2 separate regions of the Sus scrofa genome follow, and region 1 is linked to region 2. The links are chromatin contacts, called in public Hi-C maps. All regions are on one chromosome and are shown on one strand. The core of a region is the stretch at or near the end of the contact, and the rest is flanking DNA. Distances in the headings are between cores, read along the strand shown.

Region 1 (7,285 bases), core at 2,774-5,273, 2.7 Mb after region 2:
CTCGGGATTGAACCTTACACACCTCCCACACGTGAACCCCCATCAGCCACCTCTGTGCCGTAGAGCGAGGGAAAGGAACCACCGCTGTGATGAGCTTGGCGTGCAAGGGGTACGGATGGCCACGGGCTGGGCGGGATGTAGGGGCCACCAGTGCGTGGGAGGAGTGCCACTGCGCAGGTGACTGGCCCCTCGGGCCTCAGCCAGGCCCCTCAGGCCCTCCAACCAGACCTTGGGCCCTCCCCACTGTGCCTGCCCTTACCTGGGTCCTCTGTGACCTCAGGCTCCTCCTTCACCCGAAGGCCCAGCAGTGACTCCGGTGTGGCCCTAGGGGGCATCTCAAGCCCAGGGTCTGGAGTTGGAGGCGTGGTCTGAGGGAGGGGCTGGAAGTCGGAGGGCTCCACCTTCTCCGATAGCACCTCCTGGCCTTGCACCTGGACTGTGACCTGGGGAGGTGCCCCCACCATCAGGGCTCGGGGGGCGGGGGGAGTTGGGCCAAGCGTGAGCCTCGGGCTCGTGGGCATCCACCCTGTCTCGGGGCCTCAGCCGTCCTGGCTGCCTAGACTCCAAAGGACCCACGCCCACCAGGGGCTGAGCAAGCAGGGAAGGGTCCACCTGCCATTGCTGTCCTGCTGGCGACACCCAAGGCTGCCCGGTGCTCTCCCTCTGTCCCCATCCTGCATCCCTCCCACATCCATGACTGGGTGATGCAGGGATGGGCCTGTGAGGCTGGCCCTGAAAGACTGTCCACTCTCGGGCAGGGTCTGCGGCAGGTTAGCACTTTAAAGCCACGGGGGACCAGTGTCTGGCTGAGCCTGGCACCCGCAGGATGAGGAAGAGATGGATACTCTTCCAGTCCCGACCCCAGGGCCACTGACTCACCCATCTCCGGGGCCCTCCTGGCTCCCGGCGCAGCCCCTCCACCAGGGCAGCGGCCTCCTCAGGGCTGCCTGGCTGCTGTCTCTGCACGCGGGCCTGGATCTCAGGCGGCAGCACGCCCAGGAACTGCTCCAGCACCAGCAGCTCCAGCATCTGCTCCTTGGAGTGCACCTCGGGCCGTAGCCACTGGCGGCACAGCTCCCGCAGCCGGGCCAGGGCCTCGCAGGGCCCCACTGCCTCCTCGTAGCGGAAGTGCCGGAAGTGCCGTCGTGCAGCCTCTGGGCCGGGATCCCATGGAGCAGCCTCGCCCTCCTCCTCAGAGTCCTCCAGCTTCACCGTGACAGGTCCCTCATCCTCTGGGGGCGCGTGGCCTGGGGAGCCCAGGGCTGCGGGCCTCATCGCAGAGTCCAGGCTGGGGCTCTGAGGCCGGTGTCCACCCTGCAGGAGGAATGGGATGAGGCTGCTGTGACTGTAAGAGAGCAGCCGGGAGTGAGAAAGCTTAGCGATCCTGCTCAGCCACCGGCCAGCCCTGTCCTGAGCTAGTGAGTGACCGTCGGCTCCTCCCTCCCCCTTTCTCTGTATAAAAGGAGCCTGAGTTCTGAGGATGGAAGATGGCTTTTTGAGACACTAGTCTGCCACCTTCTCGGTCTGCTGGCTTTCCGATTAAAGCCTTCATTCCTTGCCTCAACAACTTGTTTCCGAATTTACTGGCCTCTTGTGCAGTCAGCAAAGCGAACTTGGGTTTGGTATCACGATGAGGACAAACAATGGTGGTGGATATGCTTATGGAGAGTCTCCCGCGCGCTGTGCTGTTCCCGTGGTGGCAGGCAGGTGAGGAAACTGAGGCACAGGGAGGCGGTCACGGGCCAAGGACCAGCGGGGCTGCGGAGCCCTCTGTGAGTCCCAGTGTGGCCTCTCTAGCTGGGCCTGGGCAGTCTCTAGCAGCTTCTTGCTCCAAACACAGGCTGCTGCTTAGGCCTAGACAGCACCTCCTCTCTCCCTAAATCCCACCCTTCCACATACACCAGCTAACCCCTGCCCTGCTGCCCTCTCGCTGGCAGGTGGATGACACCTCCAGCACCCACTGCCTGGTTACTACCCCTCCCAAAGTAGTGCCAAAGAGCAGCCTCCCTCCACCTGTCCCAGCCATATCTGTGCAAGGTCACCTGCATGGCCCAGCCCCCAGAAAGCATCCCCCCCATTCATCCCCATTCTCACAACTTACCACAACACTAAATGCCCCATTATCTCCTCAGTTTCCCGATTTAGGCGGGGCTGAGGTAATAGGGGTTTGGGCGTGGGTGGGGGTTGGCTACAAAGGCTTAGAGACCCCTGGACTCATAGCCTGCAAGCAAAGTCGGAGAGTCCTAACCTTGGCATGTCGCTGTCTCTCTGGGAACCTCAGTTTCCCCATCTGCAAAGGGGGACGGTCCCCCAACTTCCCCTCCACTCGCGCTGCTCCTTCTGCAGCAGGAGGTAAAGTGCAAGATTTGTGAAGAAATCTGAGTTTATTGATGGTGTGAATTCGGGTTCGAAGGCCGTCTGATCCTGGGAGTCTATCCTTCACTCCTCAAGATTCCAAGTCAACCGAAACCTCAGGAGAAAGCTGGGCCTTAGCGATCGAGCCGGCCCTTCGGAGCTCGATAAACTACATTTACCAGAAGTCTTGGCTGGCCATGTCTGCTTTAGGAAGCCGGGGCAGGTCCGGGTGCCGCCATGGCAACTGGGGGCGGGGTTTCCAGATTCCGTCGCCGTGGCAACGGCCAGGGATTGGCGAGCTTCGCACAACAGCACTGAGCCGGTCCACAGGGAGCGCCCAGGCCCCTGCTCCGCGCTCCTGGTCCCGCTGGGCCGCCGCCCGGGTCCCTGCCCGCACCTTCCCGATCGAGGGGCGCCCGCCCTCACCTCCGCACTCAGCGGGCCGCTCCGTGCTCCTGAGCATGCGCGCTCCCGACTTCCCCCGCCCCGACGGACTTTGTCTCCCAGAATGCTCCACGCACCAGCCCGGGCGCCGCCTCGCCCTTCCCGCAAGCTCGTCTCAGTTTCCGCCCTCCTCCCGCTGTCCCCCGGGGCAGCGTCGTTCGCCACGATCGGATCACACTCCGGGCCGCGCCTTCCTGCGCTCCCAGCCTCACATCCAAGCGTCAGGGGCCCGTCGACGCGCGCAAGCTTCCCAGGGGGCAACAGGAGGCAGCACCGCCTGCCCAACAGCGCATGCCCTCCACAACGTCTTCCTCCATTCTCTACGCGGCTCCTAGGGATTAGCAGGACCCTGAACCAATCACGGCCCTCGCTTGGATTCCGTCAGCCCCTTTCTCCATGGCAACCCCCTGCAGAGACTGGGCCACCCGTGCCGTCGCCCACAGGACCGCAAGCGAGCCTCTCGCGCTTTCGCCCGGGAGAGGGGCTTAGCCCAGCCGTTTCTGGGAGGCGTGGCGGCCGGCCCTCTGCGCGCGTGCGCGCAACGCGAAGATGCTCTTTTGTGCCAGCGGACCGTAGGCGGCCCGGGCGTCTCCATGGTAACCGCGCGGGTGGTGCCGGCGCTTTCCAGTGCAACCATGGGTACCCGCAGGCGTCTGCAGGAGGATGGGAGAGATGGGAGGAGGTGATGCCGAGCGAGAGAGACTGCGAGGACTGACAGACAGACACTGAGGAGCGGGGGCGGGGCAGGCTGTGACTAGAGACAGTGAAAGTAAGTGAACAGCCCCCGGGACAGAGACACGGGCAGGACAGAAAGAACGAAGATTTCTGCTCTCAGAGTCCTAAACTGTGCGATAAGAAGACAGGGAGGCAGGGCTGGGTAGACTTGTGTCAGGACCGTTAACAAGAGGGAGAGAGATCGGGGCGGGATGGAGAGGAAAGGAGAGACAGGAGAGGGAGAATTCGTTTACGGCGACAAGACGTGCAGATCGAGTTTCAAGGGATAGAGATCAGGAGTACAGAAGCAAGAGGCGAGAAAGGGACAGAAATTAGAGGTACAGTAAAATAGATCGAGAGTTTCAAAGACTCGGGGAAAGGTGACAGCAAGAAGAGAGACGGAGCGGGAGGGACGCTTGTGAAGAAAACTTACACAAAACTTGACAATAAGACAAGAAAGATGTCTGGAAGCCTTCGCACCATCTCTGCCAAGTCTCCTTCAGGTCATCTGATTTCCTAACCAGAGCAACGACTTCTCACTTCACTGCTTTTGATCAGAGTCCAGATACTGTGAAGTTAGATGCTAACTTGTAGAAGGTTGATAGACTGTAGTGCTTTCTGTTCAGTAGAAAAGGGTACCCCAAGTTTTTTGTTTTTATCACACTGTAGGACACTAAGCAGGATACTAAGTGCTGGGCCTCTCCACTGCCTTGTGAAGCGCTACTAATCCCACTTTGCTATTTTCTTTCTTTGCTTTTTAGAGCCGCACCCGCGGCAACATGGAGGTTCCCAGGCTAGGGGTGGAATCAGAGCTTCAGCCGCTGGCCTACACCACAGCTCACGGCAACGCGGGATCTTTAACCCGCTGAGCAAGGCCAGGGATCGAACCCGCATCCTCATGGGTCCTAGTCGGGTTCGTTAACCGCTGAGCCACGAAGGGAGCTCCCACACTTTTATTTCATTATTCCTTCTTTCTTCTTTCACCCCCTCTGCTGTTCCTTCTCTCTCATATTCCCAGAACCACCTGTGTCACCTTGCTAGTTCCCACCGAGGTAGATAAGTCTTTGACGCGTATGTTTTTTGCTCTTTCGAAATTATGTTTTGACAGTCTGAAAGGGCACAGTTCCCCGGAATGAGGAAACAGTGAGACACCGCCGGGAAGGGAGGGAGATTAGGGAGGACGATGGAGAGAGAGAGAGACTGAAAGTAGAACTCGGGGAAAGACAGGAGAGGTCTTAATGGGCGAGAAAGCCAGCCTTGGGCAGAGGTGGCCTCTGGCGCCCCAGCCTGGACCCCGCGCTCGGCCACCTCGTCGCCGAACTACGTTCCCATATCCCGGCGGGCCCGGGGGACCGCGCAGCGCCGGAGCGCCGTCGGGCGGGCCCCAAGCGGCCCCCTCCAATCCCGGCCGTCGCCTGGCAACCTCCGCTTCCGCCGATAAGATGGAGGCTGGGATCGGCGGCCACCGGGAAGCGGTGCCTGGGGCAGGAGATGGGTTGGGGCCGCAGCCCCGCCGGCCTAGTTGAGGCAGCCGGCCCGCGTCGTGGTCCGGAGATGAGGGCGGTCGGCCGCGGGGGACCCGGGGGCTCCGGCCAAGGGGCTTAGGCGCAGGTACTCTCGGTTCCGGTGGGGGGAAGGGAACGGAGACCTCGGGCCGGCCAATCGGAGCCTTCGGCGGCCCCGCGGCCTTCTGGGAAATGTAGTCTCACGCCTCCCCTGGAGGCGGGCTTGGGGACTTTATATAGAGTAGGAGGGAGAGGATGAAGGATCGAGTGAATGTAACTGAAGTTTGTGGGGAGTTCCTGCTGTGGTGCAGCGGGTTGCCGCAGCCACGGCTTGGATTCGATTCCTGGCCCGGGAACTCCATATGCCACGGGTGCGTCCAAGAAAGAAAGAAAAGGAGTTCCCTTCGTGGCTCAGCGGTCAACCTACCCGACTACGATCCATGAGGCTGCGGGTTCGATCCCGGCCTCGCTCAGCGGCTTAAGGACCCGGCGTTGCCGTGACCTGTGGTGTGGGTCGCAGTCGCGGCTCAGATCTGGCGTGGCTGTGGCTGTGATGTAGGCCGGCAGTTGTAGCTCTGTTTTGACCCCTAGCCTGGGAATCTCCATATGCCACAGATGCTGCAGCCCTAAAAAGCAAGCAAGGGAAAAAAAAAAAAAAAAAAAAAGAAAATTGGAAAATTAGAAAATCATGGGTGAGCAAGCGAAGGCATGAATGTGGAGACGGCGGAATGGGAGCCTGAGCGGTTTGGAATTCAGGGCCCCCACTCGGGGCAGGAAGCCTTTTCTAGACCTGCTTAGACTTTAAGCAAGGCGCAGCCTGTTTCCCTGAAGGTACTCCCCGGTACCGTATCCATTCCCCAAATACAGATTTGTGAGGCATTTGTCCCTGTTTTTCACCCACATTCCTTCAAGAAATTTTCACTGTTTTTATCAAATACTACTTTCACATGATTTGCAGTGCAGAAGGGACAAAGTGAGAAGCCTGCTTCCCACCACTATTTTTTTTTTTTGTCTTTTTGCCTTCTTCTCGGGCCACACCCGTGGCATATGAAGGTTCCCAGGCTAGGGGTCTACTCGAGCTGTAGCCGCCGGCCTACGCCAGAGCTATAGCACACGGCAACGCCAGATCCTTAACCCTGAGCAAGGCCAGGGATCGAACCCGCAACCTCATGGTTCCTAGTTGGATTCATCAACAACTGAGCCACGACAGGAACTCCTCCACTATTTTTGATTTAGTGACTTAGTTGGCAAATGACTACTGGATGTCTCCAAAGTGCCAGGCTCTCTTCCTGGGCCTAGGGACCCAACAGAGTGCTCAGCAGGTACAAGTCCTGCCTTCAAGGTGTGACACAATGCACAATAAAATATAAGTGAAGAGGCTGTTTTGGTCAGGTTACCTCTTTTTTTTTTTTTTTTTTCCTTTTTAGGGCCGTACCTGCAGCATATGGAGGTTCCCAGGCTAGGGGTCAAATCAGAGCTACAGCCATTGGCCCACTCCACAGCAATGCAGGATCTGAGTCGCGTCTGCGAGCTACACCACAGCTCATGGCAATGCTGGATCCTTAACCCACTGAGCAAGGCCTGGGATCAAACCCTCAACCTCATAGTTCCTAGTTGGATTTGTTTCCCGCTGTGCCACGATGGGAACTTTTTTTTGGGGGGGGCTGTGTTTGCAGCATGTAGAAGATCTCAGGCCAGGGATCACACCTGTGTTACAGCAGCAACCCAAGCTGCTGCAGGGACAATGCTGGATCCTTAATCCACTGTGCCGCAAGGGAACTCCTGATTGGGTTACATTTGAGCAGAGACCTGCAAAAGAGGGAATAAGCCATGCAGGTTACGGGAAAATGCCCCCACTATGGGCCTGAGCAGCCAGAAAGCAAAGGTCCTGGGTTGGGAGAGCCTTTCGTCTGGCCAAGGATGTGTTCGGGGGTAAGCAGGTGAGGACGGTGGCTTTTACTCAGAGAGAGGTGGAGGCCTGAGAGGGTTCTAAGCAGAGGAGACTGGATCTGGTTTGGTTCTTCCTGAATCATTCTGGCTGCTGTGAAGAGAGCCACCTCCCCCCCACCCCCGCCCGGTACTCCACGGGACTGGCATGAAATAAGGAGGTTCCTTTCTGTGTGTGTTAGCTTCCTGTGACTGCTGTAATGTATCACTACAGACTTAGTGCGCTAAAACCACACAAACTTATCGTCTTAGAGTCTTGGAGGTCAGAAATCTGAAATGGGCCTTCCGAGCTTAAAATCAAGGTATTGGCAGGGCTGGTT
Region 2 (7,101 bases), core at 1,441-3,940:
GTGCTCAGCAAGAGGGTCAGATCTGCAGTGTGTCTCCACCAGGAGGCCAGGGCCACCGCTGACTCCCAGGGGCAGTGCCTGGCACGTGCCCTGGCAGGCAGGCAGGAGACCTCAGGCAGCACCAAAGGACGAACAGTGGGGTCTAGGGGGCTGGGAGCCACGTCTGAGCACCGGTGCCCATCAGTGACCACCAAACAGCAGGGGACAGCCAGGCAGTTGCTAGAGGCCATGAACTGCCTGCCCAGCGCTCCCCTGAGTCCCAGGGTCCTCTTGGCCAAGTCCCTTCTGTCCTTCAAGACTCCCCTGACATCCTTCCTGGCCAGAAGGCACACCCTCCGGGCCCCAGGCTCCCAGGGCTGTCCTGGCAAACATCCCCTGGGGGCCTTCCGAGCACATCTCTCTGGGCTGCTCCAGGACAAGAAGCGCGGCCCAGCAGAGCTTCAGGAAACCTGGGCCAAGTGATACTTTCCCACCTCACAGCAGAGCACCTCGCCAGGCCCGGCCGTGTGCGGCGGCCTTGATGGACTGGCCTTATCCAGGGGATGGTCGGCTGTGCGCTCCACCTTGGGGGACTGAGGAGGAAAAAGAGCCTGGGAAAGGGGAAGTGGCAGGTCCAAGGTCACGCGGCTGGAAGAGACGGAGCCCAGGAAGGCCCAGAAGCCTTTCTGCACACTTAACACCCTTTCCTGAGATCTGCTCTGGCTCCGTTCCTACCAAGGTCAATACTATTATTACCAACCCTGCTCTATTTGAGCAGAAACTGAGAAGTTACTAGTCCTATGAAGTCACAAAGGGGATGAAATGGTGGAGCTGGGAGTGGAACCCAGGTCTGTCTGACCCCAGAGCTCTGAACTAACACACTGCAGGCCGCTCCTGGGTCCAGCACCACGATAAACCCTTCCTGTTCTCCAGCTCTGGGCAGGGGTTAGATCTGGAAGGCTTCCAGAAGGAAAAGGGCTAAGACGGCTAACACAGGAGGAAGCTGATCTGAATGTTCTCTGGGGCTGAGGCAGGACCAGAAGGACCGCAGCAGAGGCAGGTAGGTGAACGCCAGCTGCCTTTAACCCAAGAGGCTTACAGTCTTACAGAGGAGATAAGCCCGGATCAAGAGCAACTGCCTCCCTCGGGGGAGGCCCAACCCAACACCCAGTGGGATCCTCAGGACAGCCCAACGCAGGACCCGGCACCAAGAACCACATGGAAAACACAAACCAACTCAGTCCCTTCCTAAAACGCTGACTGCCTCTCTGGACTGGCTGGCAGGAGTGTCTTCCCTGGCTCCCTCGACCACCTGGATGGGCACGGGAAAGGGGAGGGGCACGGATGCCTCCAGGAGCCTCAGGGCCCGCCCCCTCCGGACTCTTGTTCTTCTCCTCGTCCGTGGTGCCCAGCACTGGGCCGGAACTAGAAGAGCCTCTGTCCACACTCGCCGTGGCTCACTTTTCCGTCTGATCACGCTATCCCCAGCTTGCCTGGCCCCGTGGGCCCGAGAGGCACTCATCTCTACAAACTGGGGCGTCCCCCTTTGTGGCCAAGACTGGGGCGGGGGTACGGGAGCGCGGTTCGACGCCCAAGAGGCTCTGAGGTGGCCATCGGGCCCGGCCACCTTCCTCGCCCTGCCTCGCGGGACACGCGGTGCCTGACCTTGGCCCAGCCACTTCCCCTCCGCCGCACGCGCTTCCTGCCGCCCCCGCGCTGGGGCGAATGAATGAGCCTCCCACCGGCCGGAACGCCCGTAATTACCGGCCGGATCAAAGGCCGCACGCAGCCCGCCCCGGGCGGCAACGGGACCAGACTCCTTTGAAAAGGGGAAGGAGTGGGGGCAAGCGGGGGGCCAAGACAAGCCCGTCCTGGGGCTGCCGTTTCCGGTCAGGCCGGCTGAGCCCGCGAGGCCCCCTCCCCCACCGGGGCCTCAACTTCCCCCGGGAGTCGCCACCACTTCCGGCCACGACCGGCCGGGGAGGCTGGGGGGACGCGGCGGCCCCGCCCCCCGAGCCCCTGGCGCAGCGCGCGCTCCGGCCCGGGCGCGCTCCCCAGGCGCACCCCCCTTCCCGCGCCCGCGCGCTCCCCGAAGCCCCTCCCGGCGCCCCCGCCCCGCCCCGCGTCAGCGGCCGCGCGCCCACTCACGCCCCCCCAGCGGCGCGCACGCGCACTCGCCCGCCCAGTCGCGCTCGCCTCCCGCCTCCCCGCCCGCCCCCCGGCGGCAGCCCGGCGCCCCGAGGCGCGCGCCCACCCAGCCCCGGGCGCACGCCCCCCGCCCTCGCGCCCTCCCCTCACCTCCTCGGTCCCGGGGCCGCCGTGCCGCACTCCTCCTCCTCTCTCCTCCCTTGCGGATGGTGGCAGCGGCGGCAGCGGCGACTCAGACCCTGGGGTCAGGGGGACGGGCGCCCAGGCCGGAAGTGACCTTCCTGGACGCTTCCGCCCGCGCCGCTCCCCCCTCCCCTTCCCCCCCTCCAGCCTCCACCCCGTCCTCGCCGCTCTAGGAGGCGAGCCCGGCGACCCCCTAGCCGCCGCCCCCCCAGCTCTATGGTGCGGAGCGGGCGCCCCAGGGAGCCACTTCCGGACGCGTCTAGGACCCGGGTCCTCCGTCCATGCTCTATGGCGCCGCGCGCTGAGGGGCTTCGGGCCCCGCCCCCTTCCAGGACAGGAGGCGCGGGCTCGGCCCGTTAGGCGGAGACTTCCGGGTGTCTAGGGAGGTGCCCCCCGCCCCCACGCCCGGCTCTCGCGCCTGCGCGGTCGTGTCCCCGCGTCAGCCCCGGGTGGGGAGGTGTCGGGGAGGGTGGCCGCGGAGGCCGCTCGTGCCGCTCCGGATCCTCCCGTCGTCTCTATCATTGTAACCCCTTCCCTGCCGACGCTGTTCGCAGTGGCCGGAGCCCGCGCGCCCGGAGGGGCCCCTCGTCGGCCATCCTGGTCCTTTCCCTACCGGACTGAGCGCTTCAGGCTCCTCGCGATGTCGCGTCCACCGCTTAAGCCCGTTTCCTCCGGTCTAAAGCAACGATAACACATTGTGCGCCTGCAAGGGCTTTGTTAACCTGGTCCCCTTTGCAGATACCTTGGGGAAAGTCACAGACCGAGAATGCGGAGCCTGGGCTCGAACCCGTGGAGTCTGGCTCCAAGGTCTTGTATTGAACCGTACCTATGCATACTGCCTCTTATAACGGAATGTGGATCAGAGCAGCTACGGATTCACCTACTCCCGGGCATGTGCGGCAGGCCCTTTGTAAAGCACTCTCTAGATGTGAGCTGTTTTTGTCAGTATTATGTTTATTAAAATTCTTGTTTAGACCAAGGTATCCTTACAGGCTAGGTTCTCCCAGTCCCTTCCCGGGTCTGTAGTTGGCTGGCTCTCACCTAAGCGACAGATGAATTCTCCTTATTGTTTATAACAATTTTCTTATCGCCATCGCTGAAACAGTCATAGGCTTGGAAGTTACAAAGATGTAGATGCAAGATCGGCCTGTTGAAGCTTCAGTGTAACCAGACGATCTATGTAACTTTGTTTACTTCAATACCCGGCTCATCATAAGCGCTCAGTGAAAATGGTAGTGATTAGTGTTACTTACTGTTGGTATCATTTCTACTGCCATCACGGCTGTATGTCCGTCCTCAAGTCTCGCTCAGCATCAATCATAAGACGTGCATTGTTGCTTCAATAACATCCTCTCAGAAAAAAAGAAAAAATACTGTACAAAATGCACGCGTAAATAGTAAGATGTGTCTGTGTCTAACCTTCAGAAATCCTTCAAAAGTAAAATTTTAAATGCGTCTTAGACTGGAGAGAAAGTGCTATCACCATAGCAGTACCTATGGATTATTATCATGGGTATGAACTTGACCCCATGAGACCTGAGTATAAGAAAGTTCACCCGTCTGTGCTGTTCTGAACCAGATCACTCAGGACTTGCCTGCAACGGCCTGGTTGGTGCAGGGGACAGCTACCCCTCTCCCACCTTCCGGTTACCCACCTCCCACCTGGCAGAACTGAGAACCCAATGGCAAGATCTGGATTCCCAGATGGAAACCATATGTGGAGGATGGCAGAGAAACAAGCGAGAAGGAGCAAGATCGAGGCTTGATGCCTTTGTGAAAAGGAGGCGCTGCACTGGCTGAGACGTTACAGGAGAAAAATTGCTTTCTATCTCATGTAAACCATTGCTAATTCCAAATCTCTGGTAAGACAACCAAACCAATACTATTGGAATGTTTCCTAAACGTAGGACAGGGTTGAGAGAGAGATGGCTCATTCACCACAAAACCTGCTCTTTCCTTTCAATGTAGGGATGGATGCCTGGAATGCAACTTCCCACCCATGGACTACATTGCCCAGTCCCCTTGGCATCTAAGTGTGGATCTGTGATTGGTTCCCACCAATAGAATAGCAGTGGAAGTGACACTGGCAGTTTCCAGGCCAAGGCTCTTAAGAAATGAGCATGCCTGCTCCATATGCCTTCCCCTCTTGTCGGTTGGATACAGATGAAAACAAGGCCCTAGGGAATGGTGGAACCCCACCCCACCCCAAAACACAGGGTCCTTCAATAGTCATCTCATGGAGACACTCTCCATCACCCAATACCCAGCGTCCATCCAAGACTGTCACATGATCAAGAAATAAATACATGTCTGATCTGCACACCCAAGTTACAGCAGCATTCATCCAAAAGAAGGAAACCGCCTAAGCCTCCTCTGATGAATAATAAACAAAATGTGGCATCTACTGATAGTATTGTGGCTGAATACTATAATGAAATAGTATTCAGCCTTAAAGAGGAAGGACCTTCTGACCCAGGCTACAACATGGATAAGTCTTGAGAACATTAGGCTCAGTGAAAGAAGCCAGTCACAAAAAAGGACAAATACGCTGTGATTCTACTTACATGAGGTGCTCAGTCAAGGTCATAGTGACAGAAAGTAGAATGGAGATTTCCAGGCATTAGGGGAGGGGGAGGGGAGTTAATGTTTCATGGGAATAGAGTTTCAGTGCTGCAAGATGAAAACAGCTCTGGAGAGGTCAGTGGTGATGGTTGCACCATACTGTGCACTTAATGCCCCTGAACTGCACACTCTAAAATGGTTAAGATGGGTGTTCCCATCGTGGCGCAGTGGTTAATGAATCTGACTAGGAACCATGAGGTTGCAGGTTCGATCCCCGGCCTTGCTCATTGGGTTAGGATCCGGCATTGCCGTGAGCTGTGGTGTAGGTCACAGACACGGCTCAGATCCCGAGTTGCTGTGGTGGTGGTGTAGGCCAGTGGCTACAGCTCCAATTAGACCCCTAGCCTGGGAACCTCCATATGCTGCAGGTGTGGCCCTAGAAAAGGCAAAAAAAAAAGACAAAAAATAAATAAAATGGTTAAGATGATAAGTTTTATGTGTGTATACCACAATTAAGTCTGTAAACAAGTTCTCGTCATAGCTAAGTGGTAACAAACCCAACTGGCATCCATAAGGACTCAGGTTCGATCCCTGGCCTCCCTCCTTGGGTTAAGGATCTGGCGCTGCTGTGAGCTGTGGTGTGAGCCGCAGTCGCGGCTCGGATCCCACATTGCTGTGTCTGTAGCGTAGGCCCACAGGTGTAGCTCCAATTCGACCCCTAGCCTGGGAACGTCCCTATGCTGTGGGTGCAGCCCTGGAAAATAAAATTAAATTAAAAAAAAAAAAAAGTTCCAATGTCCCATTGTAATGTATGGTTTAATGGCCTGCACTGTGTCCCCACAAATTCGTGGGTTGAAACCTAGCCCCGTAGGTGATGGTGTTGGAAGCTGAGGCCCTTGGTAGATGAAGAGGTGAAGCAGGTGCAGCCCTTGGGATTGGAACCAGTATCCTTATCAAAAAGACCCAGGGAGCTCCCTTGCCCCTTCCACCCTGTGAGGACACAGACAGAAGGTGCCATCTACACACCTGGAGAGGGCATTCACCAGAACACAACCCCGCCAGGAACTTGATCTTGGACTTGCCAGGCTCCGAAACCGTGAGAAATACACTTCTGTCTTTCATAAGCTTCCCAGTCTGTGCTATTTTGGTTTAGCAGCCCTAACGGATTCAGACCTATGGGTGTATTTGTTATGGAGGCTTCCGCCTACCCCGATACAGGGTTTTCAGATGCCAGGCTGTAAAAAACGACAGCAAGGCTCCCCGTCAGGATAGAGAAGGGTGTCCGCACTTGCCGAAGGGTGCTGCGGTCACCTGACCCAAGCGGAGCCACCCAGCCGCCTTCCCCGGGATTTTCCTCTTGGGCATTGAAAGCCTTTGTCCTCCTCGCTGGGATGTGAGAGGCTTGCTTAGGAGCTGATGGCAGCCTGGCTTCTCACCATGTGGAGGAAGCCGAGCTGCAGGAGGAGAAAATAAACGACAGGGAGAGGCGAGAGGGGCGAGAGGGGATGACCTGGTGTCCTCCATCACCCCCAACCTTCTGGAGGTTTCCTCTGCTTCCCTCTCGTTGAGCTCCTCTGGACCCCTCCCAGGAGACTCCCACTGTGGCCTCAGCAAATTCCCCCTGGGGTTCTGCTTCTGTAATGAAAACCCCAGCGTGCCCCCCACAGCACCGTGCATTGCAAGCCTCGGTCAGTGTTGAAAGGAATACAACAAAGGTTGGGCGAAGTGATACAAACGCCCTTGGGGGTATGGTGCTCAGAGGGATTCTGGGGTGCAGGGCCGGGGGAACAGCTCCCAAGCTGGAGCCCTTTACACACCCGTTCACGTGTTACCTTCTGATATTTTCTCCTCCATGGCCAAGTGACAGGTGCAGCCGTGCCAGGCAGACTGGCCATTGGAGGGTTTGCAGCTGTTAAAAGTACAGCTGCTGAGAAGTCCCCTGAGATACAGGGAAAGACACCCCCGCCACACACACACACACACACGCTTTTGCAGTTGTCATAATTATCATGACAAGGAGCCACCATCTCTTGGATTTTCCCAGTGGCTGGACACGGCACTGAGAGCTTTATTTCAGTTAACACGTGTCACAAGGCCGTGCAGATGCTTCCTCAGAGTGCAGCCCTCCAGGAGTTCCTGTCGTGGCTCAGTGGTTAATGAATCCGACTAGGAACCATGAGGTCGTGGGTTTGATCCTTGGCCTTGTTCCGTGGGTTAAGGATCCAGCAT

Evidence for each region. Hi-C and Micro-C count contacts between places; a contact is called where the count stands out from the background.
Region 1: a contact with region 2 is called in a Hi-C map of embryonic fibroblasts, with 1.9 times the contacts expected there. The contact joins the promoter of MZF1 here to the promoter of ZNF787 in region 2. A contact is called at or near these places in 4 of 47 Hi-C or Micro-C datasets (embryonic fibroblasts, heart right ventricle, mesenteric adipose tissue and 1 more).

What each region holds. Positions count from the first base shown.
Region 1 is chr6:63,120,002-63,127,286 of Sscrofa11.1, forward strand. It overlaps MZF1 (myeloid zinc finger 1), which reads right to left and starts at 4,024. Exons shown (of 6, transcript XM_021097358.1): 1 at 3,947-4,024; 2 at 880-1,314; 3 at 260-443. The coding sequence starts at 1,275. It overlaps LOC110261337 (tigger transposable element-derived protein 1-like), which reads left to right and starts at 3,933. Exons shown (of 3, transcript XR_002345404.1): 1 at 3,933-4,016.
Region 2 is chr6:60,443,421-60,450,521 of Sscrofa11.1, forward strand. ZNF787 (zinc finger protein 787) reads right to left here and starts at 2,691. Exons shown (of 3, transcript XM_021095112.1): 1 at 2,278-2,691.